Regions from separate parts of the Mus musculus genome. Here all the other regions are linked to region 2. The links are chromatin contacts, called in public promoter capture Hi-C maps. All regions are on one chromosome and are shown on one strand. Each heading gives the region's core, a stretch centred on a gene start, on an enhancer-like site or on the middle of the called end of the contact. The rest is flanking DNA. Distances are from core to core; before and after follow the strand shown.

Region 1 (3,979 bases), core at 880-3,379, 990 kb before region 2:
ATGAATCCTTTCACAACTTCATACGTATATAATGTCCCTTGATCATATTCCCCCACCATCTTCCCTCATTCCCTCCTCTCAAATCCTTTCTTCTTCTTAACAAGACCCCTCACACTTTGATATCATGGTCTGTCTGTGTGTGTGTCCCACTGCATTTAATCAGAACTGAACATGAACGTCAGTTGGAGGCAAAGCTTCACTGCTAAGGACTATGACCCTCTTCCCCCAGAAACTATTAGCTGCCTATCACTGCCTAGGCAGAGGCTGGGCCTCATGGGCCTCCCTAGCACCCACCAGCTCTTATCTTCTTTGCAAGTTGCCTCAGTTGACCAGGGCCCTGGGTTGAGTCTTATTCGTTTTGCTGTGCGGAGCAGTGCTGGTTTCACTTTCTGTAGGTGGTTACTCCTGTACCTAGCTATGCATTTGTTCCAGGAACCCCCAAGGCCCCATCCTAGCATGGTTCCTCCCTGCAATATGGCATTTGCACTATCCCTCATCAAATAAAGATTCCTGTATGCTTATTATCCACTGAGTGCCTATACTTCAGACCAATGCTAGGCCTTGGGATGGCTCAGTTTTATTCCCAAACATCGCAGTAATTCATGGTAAGCAGTCACTACAGCCAGACATGTAAGGTAAAAACATTTAAGATTTGGGGGCAGGGGCAGAGGAAACAGGTGCCTGGGCTAAGTCTGAAGGGTTCATAGCAATCAATCAATACATAATCAATAGAGGTTAGCCCTCTTCATGTAGCCCAGGGCCTGGAAGAAAGGGAGCATGGATGGACACCCTGAGGACTAGGCAAGACAAGAAGTAATTAAAATATGAGACATCAGAGGGTCTTTGACCAGGTCTGTCCCCAAAAGGGTAGCTAAGGTCCATGGAACTCTGGGCCCACTAAAAATACCTTACTATGAATGAGCCACAACTTTGGGTGAGATGGGTGTGGTAGAGTACACCTTTAGTCCCAGCACTTGGGGGGCAGAGGCAGGCAGATTTCTGAGTTCGAGGCCAGTCTGGTCTACAGAGTTAGTTCCAGGACAGCCAGGGCTACACAGAGAAATGCTGTCACAAAAAACCTGTCTCAAGACAAACAATCAAACAAAAACAATTTTGAATGAGCAACTCCTAGAAAGGTGGAACCAGGGAAGTTGGGCAGGGAAGTTGCTTCCACAACTTGAGACACGTGCCCTATTGCCAGAGGCTTTCCCAGATGAGCTGGAGTGAAGTTCTGAGTTAAAGGGTCTGTCTGCAGGCATTCAGAAGGGTCTCTCTGTGTTTAGAAAGTGCAGGCAGCAGTTAACAGGTGGGCTGTTCTCAGTGGCTACATTTGTCTCAGTGACACCCAGGAGTTTGGGAATGTAAGCATGTGTAGGCATAGAGAACAGGCAAATGAATTGGCGGAGGGGGGGGGCATCCTAAGGATCTCCCTGGTCTCCAGGGGGTGCTCCTGCCAGCCCTGAGACGGGCTTCTGGGTTAAGACTGCAGCAGGCTAAGGCCTAGATAGAAGGGCCGAGTGGTCCCACTGCAGAGCTAGGCCAGGGCTGTGAGGGCCAGATTGACAGCTAGAGATGTCCCTTAAAAGGGCCAGATAGCCGGGCGTGGTGGTGCACGCCTTTAATCCCAGCATTCCGGAGGCAGAGGCAGATGGATCTCTGAGTTCAAGGCCAGCCTGGTCTACAGAGTGAGTTCCAGGACAGCCAGGGCTACACAGAGAAACCCTGTCTCCTAAAAAAAAAAAAAAAAAGGGCCAGAGCAGGGTCCCAGGACCAGAGCACCAATGGAGTTGGTCACCGGATGGGCATCTGGGGACAGAAGACAACTTGGCTTTGTCCTATAGTTGGCAGGACAAGACAGACTGTCCCAAAGGACCAAAGGTAGAGTTGGCAGTTGTTGGGACAGAGGCCTCAGTGAAGGAGAGCGCCCAACTGTCTGGAGCCTATAATCCTCTTGGGGCGTTCTTAATGCAAGAGAAGGGAGCCCCAGAGTCAATCGGCGCCTGGCCCCAGGGGACCCTCAGTGTAAAGGACCGAAGTGAGCAGGAGGGGCTAGACATTCTATCCTTACTTGTGAGGCTACTTGGGGTACAAGATCCGTGAAGGGCCCCAAGCTCCGCCCCTCAGAGAAGTGCCTGGGAAGGCGGAGCGCACATGAACCAGAGAAAAGGCTCTACCGAGGCAGGAGGGATGGTGGACGTGGAGACAGGGGGATCGTGGGCAGCAGCGGTAAGAACTCTGGCTGGTTCTACCCGTTTCTCGTTAAGTCTCCCAAGGGCCGGATGGTGTGGGCGCCCGCCCCTAGTGCAGGAGAAATCAAACTGGGACTGGTGGCTGCGGAGCCAATCCCGGAACAGATGGGCCAGTTTCGACCAATAGCCGCTGAGAATATTAATGAAAGCTGACGCGGCGGCGACCAGCTCTTCATTCAAAAACAGCAGCTATTGTCGCCGTGGGGAGCGCGCGCCGCCTTGCAGGTTCTGCCATCTGGTCTTGCGGGGACCGACGCGGGTGGAAGCTGGGCGCCCATGGCCGTGGCAGCGATGGCCGAGCGTGGCCGCCTATCGCACGCTGCGCCCGCTCCTAGTACAGAGGGGCTACCGCGAGCCTTTCTCCAGAGCCTGCGCACCCTCTTCGACATCCTGGACGACCGGCAACGCGGCTACGTGCACCTGCGGGAGATCGAGTCCCGCTGGCAAGGTGCAGACGCACGCGAGCTGCCGTGCGGCGTGCTCGAGGGCCTGCGCCAGGTGGCCCCGGCCAATGGCTACCTGACCTTCGAGCGTTTCGTAGCGGGCTTGCGCACCTCGCTGCTGAAAGCCGACGGCGGCCAGCGGGATCAGGCACGCGTCGCGGCCCGGCCTGGGGACCAGTCGTCCCTGCAGCAGCGCCTGATGTTCGCACCGGCCGATGAGCCGCGGACTGTCCTGGAGAGAAAGCCTCTGCCTCTGAGTGCGTGCCCTGCTTCTGGTGGCCCCAGTGGCACCTCCCGGAACCCTGAGCTGTTATGTGTCCCGGTGGAGGCGGCGTCCTGCCCCACAGAGACCGAGCGGCCCCTGAGCAAGGCGCTGGAGCAAATCCCCAGCGCGGATTTGGGTGAGTTTGGGTCCCTAGTCACACCTCGTAATTCCAGGGACTTGTGCTAGAAACTGGAGACCCACAGGGTCTTGTCAGAGGGGTGGAGATGGGGACGACTGTGAGCAGCCTCTTAAGGAAGGTTGGGGCCACCTGGGTGGAAAGGGGCTTTGGCCTGTGCCTAAGTGCTGAGGTAAGGGCAGAGGCCCGATACCAGGGCCAAGGGCTGATAAGTGACTGATAACTCAGGAGACGCCCAGTCTGTCTCAAACCTGAGCTAGGCATTGGAGCGTCTGTGGCCGTGAGAGAAGGCATCAGCCTGCTGTACCTGCTCTAGACCTGGGGACATCTGGGTCTTCATCTTCATTTCTGCGTGGCTGCTTGTGAACGTTTCTTCTTAAAAGTGCTCATGCTCTCATGCCCTAACCTGTCCTGAAGGCTCTTCTCAGTGTGACACCCTGCAGAGACAACCCGGCCTGCTTCTCCACCCAGGAGGCAGAGGAGGCAGCACAGGAGCACCTAGCACAAGTGCTGAAGAAGGTTGGGTGTATGTATGATGGTGTGTGTGTGTGTGTGTGTGTGTGTGTGTGTGTGTGTGTGTGTCCCACAGCACCTGCTGTGCTGTGCTGCTGCAGATACACTGCCAGACACAGACCAAAGTCTCTGGGGAATCCAGCAGGCTTCTCTCCCTCCTTCCGGTCTAGTTGGCTGGGACAGGAGACTGTTGAATAGCCCCCTGTCTGCCTTGAGAACAGGACCTGCATTATGCCTGAGCCTGGAGGCAGGTTCTCAGGAATCTAAGCCCCTCTTCCAACCCTGTTCCCCATTTATCCTGTGCACTGCCCTGTCAGGGCTGCCCACTCATGGCAGCTGCCAGTTCATTTTAGTACACAGAGGGACAGAGACA
Region 2 (3,724 bases), core at 269-2,768:
TGGGGTCACTGAGCACCTGCTCCTCATCATCGGGGTTCAGGACTTTGCACTGGCGTAGATAGGGTGTGATCCGGGAGGGGTCAATGACAGAGATGAGCTTCACCCGGAAGCTCTCCAGGGTGCTCCAGCACTCGTCGTCATTCTCATAGTCTGACATGTCCTCTGTAGGCTGCGGTTATAATTGGGGAGAGCAGCTGAGGAAGTGCCCACCTTCTGTTCCCTGTCAGCCTAGGATAGGACCCAGGCCTGAGTGTCAGGGCAGGGCTTTGGGCAGGGTCAGAAGGGATCCGTTCTAGGGAAATTTCAGGGCTCAGCCCTATCTCCTCAGCCTCATGGACAGTTTCTGAGGGGAAGCAGAGGTCCATAGACAAGCCACCTCAGACCACCTGTCAAACTGAGCACCCCCAAGCAGCTGCCCGGCCCCTGTCATCTCAGGCTTTCTCATATGGATATGTAGGGAAGTGACCGGTTGGGGTCTAAGAGAATACTCTTTGTACAACAGCCCTGCTCTAGCTTCTGCCCCTACCCAAAAGTGCTCTGGCATGCCCTGGAGGTAGGAGCTTTTGCCTCTAGTGGCCATCCTACATAGTACCTTCTTGGGTGGCATGGACCCTTGCTGGCCAGTCTCCAGATTGGGACTAAGAGGGTCAGGTTGGCTGGAGGCTTTCTCACTGTGCAGGGGGCCAGGCCTATGTCTGACTTCCTCCTTCCCTGACAGCCCCGTGCCCTTCAGGCCTTCCGTTGTAGCCAGCTGGTGATGCAACAGCCTGTGGCACGGTGCTATTCCGGGAGGGCTGGGAGGGTTGGCCGCAGGAGCATGTCTGCCTTCCTGCTAGGCTGGAGTATACTGGAAGGGCAGGCAATGTCATCCACAGTCTACAGACATCTGCTGTGGCTTCCCTCCAGTTTGCTTTTCTGCCGCTAGATGAGCCCTGGCCTTTGGCCACATGATGGGAATCAACCAGGCCAGTTGTATGTAGGGGGTTACTCATGTGGACAAGTGTAGCCTCAGTGAATGGCTTCAATGATTTTAGGGCTGAGTTAAGGTGGCCATAGAGCGCCCCTGGCTCAGTCCCTAACCCCAGCGGAGCTGCACCTCCAGTTAGAGACACGGCCATGGCAGGCCTCTTCTTCAGAGGCATCTCTTGGCTTCCTGCTGCTTTCTGGTTGACCCAGTGGACAGACATTTCTCTAAACCTTGGGCCTATGGCCTGCCATTGCAGCCCCACAGCCACATGGTCCAGCACTGGAGGACTATGCTGCAGTGTACAAGGATTAATCAAATGAAGGCGTGAGGATGGAGGATGCCACCTGCCTGTAGGTACTTACGCGCTCCAGGATCCCCAGCAGTCACCACAGGCTTCCACCCACCTTCCTGGAAGGGTACTGAACTTACCTCAGGGTCTTGTGAGAGCTACCTGCCAGCAGATGCTGTCTGGGTTATGGACATACCAGGAGCCTGGGTCTCTGGGAGTGTGGAGGGGTTCCCTAACTGGAGAAGGGTGGAGCCATGAAGGAGGCTGTGCACTTCCTGATTGATGTGTTCTGGTTGACGCCACAAGCCAGCCAGTCCTCCCGCAGGGGACAGTCTACCTTCTGATTGGCCCATCCAGGAACAGAACAGAGGGAAGTAGAAGTACTCTGGGAGCAGAGGAGCCCTCCCTGCCTGCTCATCTGAACTGGATGGGCAGTCCAAGGTCCTCCTGGATCCAGGCTTCTGAAAGTTGCTTTTCTAACATGGCCCTGCCTCATATCCTCATCTGCCGTCTAAGGACAGTGGTGCAGGGTAGGTGCAGTGGGACAAAGCTTGGTCAAAATCTACAAGCTGTAGGCAGCTATAGTCCTCTATGGATTGCGTGCCACAGCCTCTCCTTCAGGGTGGCCCTTCAAGAGTCAGCCTGAGGTGGGCGTGGGGACCTGCTAGCCCTGCCCAGCCAGTGTAGCTGTTAGACAGGCGCTGCTGTCTAGCCTACAAGATGAGTTGAGGCAAAAGCTTCCAGTGCTGTATGGGAAGGAAGGGTGGGACACTTATGCAGAGCCCCAGCTGGCCCCTTCTGTAGCTTACTGGCCCTCTGCTTGCTCCTATGGGGACAGTGGCCTTGAAAATACTTCCAAAAGCAGCAGTCAGGAGTCCTCTTTGGCCTTGGGGGGCCACACTGCTAGGGATTGTGGCTTGCTGGGTTTCCAGGACGGCAAGGGAGTCCATCCATGGCTTTGCAGTCACTCCAGGAAGGAGGTCACAAGGCCTCCACAGTGGTGGCTTCTTAAAAGTGTTAATAACATGAAACTTTTGCTCATAAAACTGAAGTGGAAGTCAATAGCACAGATAGCTGAAGAAACCCCAAGTTCTCCAGAATGGAGAAACCCAGTGCAGAGGTTAGAAGGAGCCATGACAAACACGCGTCCCTGGATGTGTGACGGCCATCAGCTGGAGTGACAGCTGGTACAATCACTAGGACTAGGCTGGTCATACCATTTTACTATGAGCTGCAAGCTTCCCACAGAGGATGAACACATGTAAAAACTAAATCCTGGCCAGCCTGGTCTACAGAGGGAGTTCCAGGACAGCCAGGGCTACACAGAGAAACCTTGTCTCGAAAAACAAAAACAAAACAAACAAACAAAAAATAACTAAATCCTGGAGAGCCAAGGGCCCAGGATGTATAGTCTGGTGTCATGGAAATAGTGACTAAGAAAAAGGAGAGATGAACCGGCAGTTAAGAGCACTGACTGCTCTTCCAGAGGTCCTGAGTTCAATTCCCAGCAACCATCTGGAAGGGATCCGATTCCCTCTTCTGGTTTGTCTGAAGGGAGTGACAGTGTACTCACATACGTAAAACGCTTTTTTTTTTTTTTAAAAAGGGAGAGACAAGACCCAATGGGGTCTCAGCACCATGCCAAACACAAGCCTCCTATCCAGTGAGAGCTGCTGCTGTGGTAGATGCTGGTTCTGGGGACCTCCCTGAGAGATACAGGCCAGATGGGGACCTCGCCTAGGGGTACAGGCTAGATGACATATCTCCCCCCCCTTTTTTTCTTTTTTAAAGATTTATTTAGGTATGGGTGCTCTGTCTGCATGTACACTGTGTGCCAGAAGAAGGCATCAGATTCCATTATGATCTACCATGTTGGTGATTGAACTCAGGACCTCTGGAAGAGCAGTCAATGATCTTAACCATTGAGCCATCCCAACACATTTTCTTGAAATGGGAAGAAACGCTGATTCTCTATTCTCTCTGCTCTCTGGTAAAGTGCTGGGTCCAGGGGCTGCCTGGGCAGCAAAGGGTGTAAGAGGTTCCCAGAACTGGCAGACAATCACATCCCCAGTTGATGGTGGGCACCCAGCTCTAGACAAAATCACCAAAGGCTATACATTGCTTTTTAAGTGAAAATTAGGCATTTCCTTTATTCCCTCACATACACGGCCCCAAGTCTGTTAACAGGTAGCCTGTGATCACGTGGCCACTGCTATCACCACAGCCTGTAGATCGCTACCGACAGCTTGGTCCTCAGCCTGCAGCTTTCTGGCTTCCCGTCTTCTTGCTGAGGGTTGTGTACTGCTTCTGGGCAGGCTTGGGCCCTGCCTCTTGCCTAGTGAGAGCTGGATTCTGGACCCCTTGACGCCTTGTCCTGAAACACAGGATACTCTTGACAGTGCCTGCCCCTCACCAGGCCCCAGACGTCAGGACAGACCACACAGATGGGGCTGCTGAGCAGCAAGGAC
Region 3 (3,724 bases), core at 502-3,001, 890 kb before region 2:
TAGGGTCAGGTCTTGGTCTGTTTCCAACCCCAGGCATCTCCCCTGTGCGTGGACCTGTGGGCTGGGATACCTACTGTAGAGGGTGGCCATGCGGAAGTCCTGGCCTGGGCCCTTGGTGCCTCTGCTGAATAGCAGAGCGTACTCGTCATAGTTGGCCTCCACCACTGACACGGAGTGGATGCTGCCCGAGTCTGGGAACCCAAGAAATGACACTGATTGGAACATGTGGCTCCCACATCTCCGTCCCTCTGCTCAGAGCGGGTGGCCTTTGGGGGCTTCTCTGTGGGGGGGGGTCTCAGGTCTTCTTCATCCACCTCTGCTCTGGCTGCCCTCCCTGTCCCCCCCCCCCCGCGTCCCCCCCCCCCCCGGGTGGCCACCAGACAGTTTCTAGCTCCCTGCCTGAACAGCCTGGGAACACTGTCTCCAAACCATAAGTCTTAGGGAGAGAGTAGAAAGCACTTAGACCGAAGACATCAGCAGGCTGGGTTACAATATAGCCGGAAGGCAAAGGGAATAGGGTTCTGGTGGGGAGCCAGAGCTCAGGTGAGGGGTGGAAAGAGGTCCTTGGATAGAAGCTATGAAATGTGGGTAGGATTTGGGGAATGCCTGTATGTGACCCACTTGAGCAGCAGAGTACTGGAAAATTCCATTTGGGCAGGAAAGGGACCTTGAAGAATGTGGGTGGGCCTCAGAGAGGCTAAAGTCCCCAGAGAGAGGTGGCCCCGTGTGCCTGAGGCAGACTCACAATCAGACCTGGCCTTGGATGTGCTGTGACCATTATCCCCACAATTTTGGGACAGAGGGTTGTACCCAGATAAGGAAGTGGCTCACTCACGGGGGCTGCTGTAGGTGTAGTGTCCAGGAGCCCCCGCAGGCTGCAGTACCATGATCTTGGTCTCACACTGGTTTTTCCTGTGGGTAGATTGCCCTTGAAGTAAGGGACCAAGCCCCAGGATGTCTCCCAGAATTTGCCATAACCCCTTGTCTCACCTGAGGAAGGTAGAGGTGAGATTGAGGCCGCCTTCTGTGGAGGGGGCTACCACTGTCTTGCACATATACAATACAGCTTTCTTCTCCCGGAACCAGCTTGAGTTGGAGGCGAGGCCCGCGCTGTACCAGCGCCCCAGGAACTGCGACCAGTGGATGCCTGGGTCTGCTCCATGAGCCCCTCATGGGCAGACCCTGGTGGGCTGGTCTTCCCTCCTCTGACTCCTCCCCACACAGGTCCTAGCAGCATGCCTCTCTCTCCACTCCCCTCCCTTTCTAGCAGGCTGGCTCATCGCCCCATGGAGGAGTGGGTAGCAGAGACCCCCCTCTTTCCCCAGGGTGTTGAACTCCTTGTCTTTGTCACAGCCCTCATCCTAGTCCACTATATCAGAGCATACCACATTCCTGACAGAGTCAGGTGGACCAACCAGGCTGTGTGCCAGGGTGGTTCCAGCTAGCTCCCATGCACAAGCACACAGGCTGACAGTGCCCAGAACACCCTCTTTGGTAAGAGAAAGCCTGGCTCTGGCCTGAGGGCTCTGCTTCTTTGGGTGTGGGGTAGGGGGCCTTCTCACCTTGTCTTGTTGAAAGTTGGGCTGCACTGTGTCATGGCCCTGGGCTGGGGTCTGTGGGAATCCCAAGAGACCCAGGAGGACCAAACCCATCCACAGCATGCGAAGAGCAGCCATTTGCTCAGAGCAGAGCAGGTGCCTGGGCCTGATGCCAGCAATGTGGACAAAGCAAGGAAAACTGGGCAGAAGGAGCAGAGGGCACTGTGGAGACCCCCTATTTATGAGTCAGGCTTGGCCTCCACCCAAAGCCCAAGGACTGCCCACTGAAGGCTCGTGATGTTGGTGTGAGGGAGGGTGGCTGTCCCAGCTGCAGCCTCATCTGCTAATTATGTAAGAGGTTCCAGCTGAGCCCCACACCTCCTAGAAGAAGAAACCTCTGCCTGCCCCCATCCCCAGCTCCAGAGGCAGAACTGGCTCAGACCTTGCCCACTCCTGCCGGCAAAGCCCACATACCTCACAGTGGGGATGGTGCCGGGTGTGTACTCTGGCGCTTCCCTGCTGCTGGAAAATCTAGTCACTTCCCACCTAGGGCTAAGACCTGCTTCTCACAAGCCCTACCTATCATCCCTCTCCAAGTCCCATGACCCCAGCAGGGAACACAAAGCACCATTTGTGCCTTGAACATTTGGTCCTGAAAGGCTAGCAGTCATGAGGCCATGAGGAACCCTCACCAAGATAAAGAAGCTCACGCACTCTACCCTGAAGCAAATCCAAGAACCGGCATGTTGAGTACAGCCTCCCCCGTGGTCAGCTTCTGGGGTTCACATGGTGGCCCTTTGGGCTCCCATAGAGGTGGTGGGTGGGAAGGGTGAAGCGGTGGGCTTCAAGCTACTATAGGTGAGGACAGAGTCTGTGGCTTCCTCCTGGCTTCCAAGATCTGTCTCTGGATGGGACACCAATGACCACAGAAGAGAGAGAGAGCCAGCCCACACTGCCCTTCATCCCGTCCCTGGGGCCCAGGAACATTTATTTATCCTGGGTTCTGGGGCACAGGATCATTTAACATGAACATCTGAGTGGTCTTTGTGAGGAAGGTCTCTTGCTTTCTCACTAATGTTGGGGCTACCGGAAGTGGGTAGATTCCAGAACCCCTTTACTCAGCCCACCTCAGCCCCTCCCTGCCCAGAACACTCAGCTCCATCCATGCCCAGAACCTAAGGAGAGAGGATCTGTCAGAGGGAAGCTGACCACAGAGCCCGACCCCAGCCAGGCCCAGCGGCTGATCTGGGAGTTTTCTCCAGAGGGGCTGAGGATGGGGGCAAGAAGAACAACATGCCAGGTGGTGGTGCCGCACGCCTTTAATCCCAGCACTTGGGAGGCAGAGGCAGGCAGATTTCTGAGTTTGAGGCCAGCCTGGTCTACAGAGTGAGTTCCAGGACAGCCAGGGCTACACAGAGAAACCCTGTCTCAGAAAAACAAACAAACAAACAAACAAACAAACAAACAGAAGAGCAACATGGCAAAACCTGGGAGCATCAACCTGTGTGTGGGGTCCTGTAGATGACTGAAGCAGAGTAATGGGAAGTACTTCCAAGTGTGGAAGCCTCTTGTGGTTTAGATCTGACATGTCCCCAGCACTCTGCTTAAACGTCCTCTGATGGATGACAGTTCTCTGGGGATCTGTGGAACCTTTAGGAGGTGTGGTCTCGCTGGGAGAAGTAGGTCGCTGGAGAAGGGCCTTTGAAGGTGATTTTTGGCCTCTGTTCCTGCTGCTTTCTCTTCTCCATTGTTCCTGGTTCCATGCCTCAAAATAAATCTTTCTTCTCTAAAGTTATTTCTGCCCAGATACCGTGGTTTGATTTTTCCCCCATTATTTATTTATTTATTTATTTATTTACAGCTCGATTGCTGCCCCTCTTCCTAGTCCTCCCTCCCACAGCCTCTCCCTCACCCCCACCCCTTCTCCTCTGAGAAGGTAGTAGCTCCCCCTCCCATCTCTCTCCTCCAAGGTACATCAAGTCTCTGCAGGGCTAGGCAGATTCTCTCCCACTGAGGCCAGACAAGGCAGCCCACTTAGGGGAACAGGATCCACAGGCAGGCAACAGAGTCAGGGACAGCCTGACAATTCCAGCAGTTGCAAGGAATACTGTGGTTTTTAATGACAATGAAGTAATCCAGTCCTCTTGGAAGGACCATGGCACTCAGACTGACTCTTGGTGGTTCTA

The links. Promoter capture Hi-C pulls out the DNA fragments that hold promoters and counts their contacts.
Region 1: a promoter capture Hi-C map of liver shows a contact between it and region 2, with 2.6 times the contacts expected there. The contact joins the promoter of Sapcd2 here to the promoter of Card9 in region 2. A contact is called at or near these places in 5 of 39 promoter capture datasets (the C10 cell line, the HPC-7 cell line, hippocampal neurons and 1 more) and 1 of 115 datasets of contacts at active chromatin or transcription factors (bone marrow-derived macrophages).
Region 3: a promoter capture Hi-C map of hematopoietic stem and progenitor cells shows a contact between it and region 2, with 2.4 times the contacts expected there. The contact joins the promoter of Ptgds here to the promoter of Card9 in region 2. A contact is called at or near these places in 6 of 39 promoter capture datasets (the 3T3-L1 cell line, cranial neural crest, hematopoietic stem and progenitor cells and 3 more) and 2 of 115 datasets of contacts at active chromatin or transcription factors (pancreatic cancer cells and thymic regulatory T cells).

What each region holds. Positions count from the first base shown.
Region 1 is chr2:25,369,906-25,373,884 of GRCm38.p6, forward strand. It overlaps Sapcd2 (suppressor APC domain containing 2), which reads left to right and starts at 2,130. Exons shown (of 7, transcript NM_001081085.2): 1 at 2,130-3,093; 2 at 3,511-3,612. The coding sequence starts at 2,526.
Region 2 is chr2:26,359,391-26,363,114 of GRCm38.p6, forward strand. It overlaps Card9 (caspase recruitment domain family, member 9), which reads right to left and starts at 1,519. Exons shown (of 13, transcript NM_001037747.3): 1 at 1,397-1,519; 2 at 1-169. The coding sequence starts at 157. The region is part of intron 1 of Gm13562 (a long non-coding RNA gene); the gene reads left to right. It overlaps Snapc4 (small nuclear RNA activating complex, polypeptide 4), which reads right to left. Exons shown (of 23, transcript NM_172339.4): 23 at 3,375-3,630.
Region 3 is chr2:25,467,998-25,471,721 of GRCm38.p6, forward strand. It overlaps Ptgds (prostaglandin D2 synthase (brain)), which reads right to left and starts at 1,752. Exons shown (of 7, transcript NM_008963.3): 1 at 1,563-1,752; 2 at 991-1,130; 3 at 836-912; 4 at 75-191. The coding sequence starts at 1,676.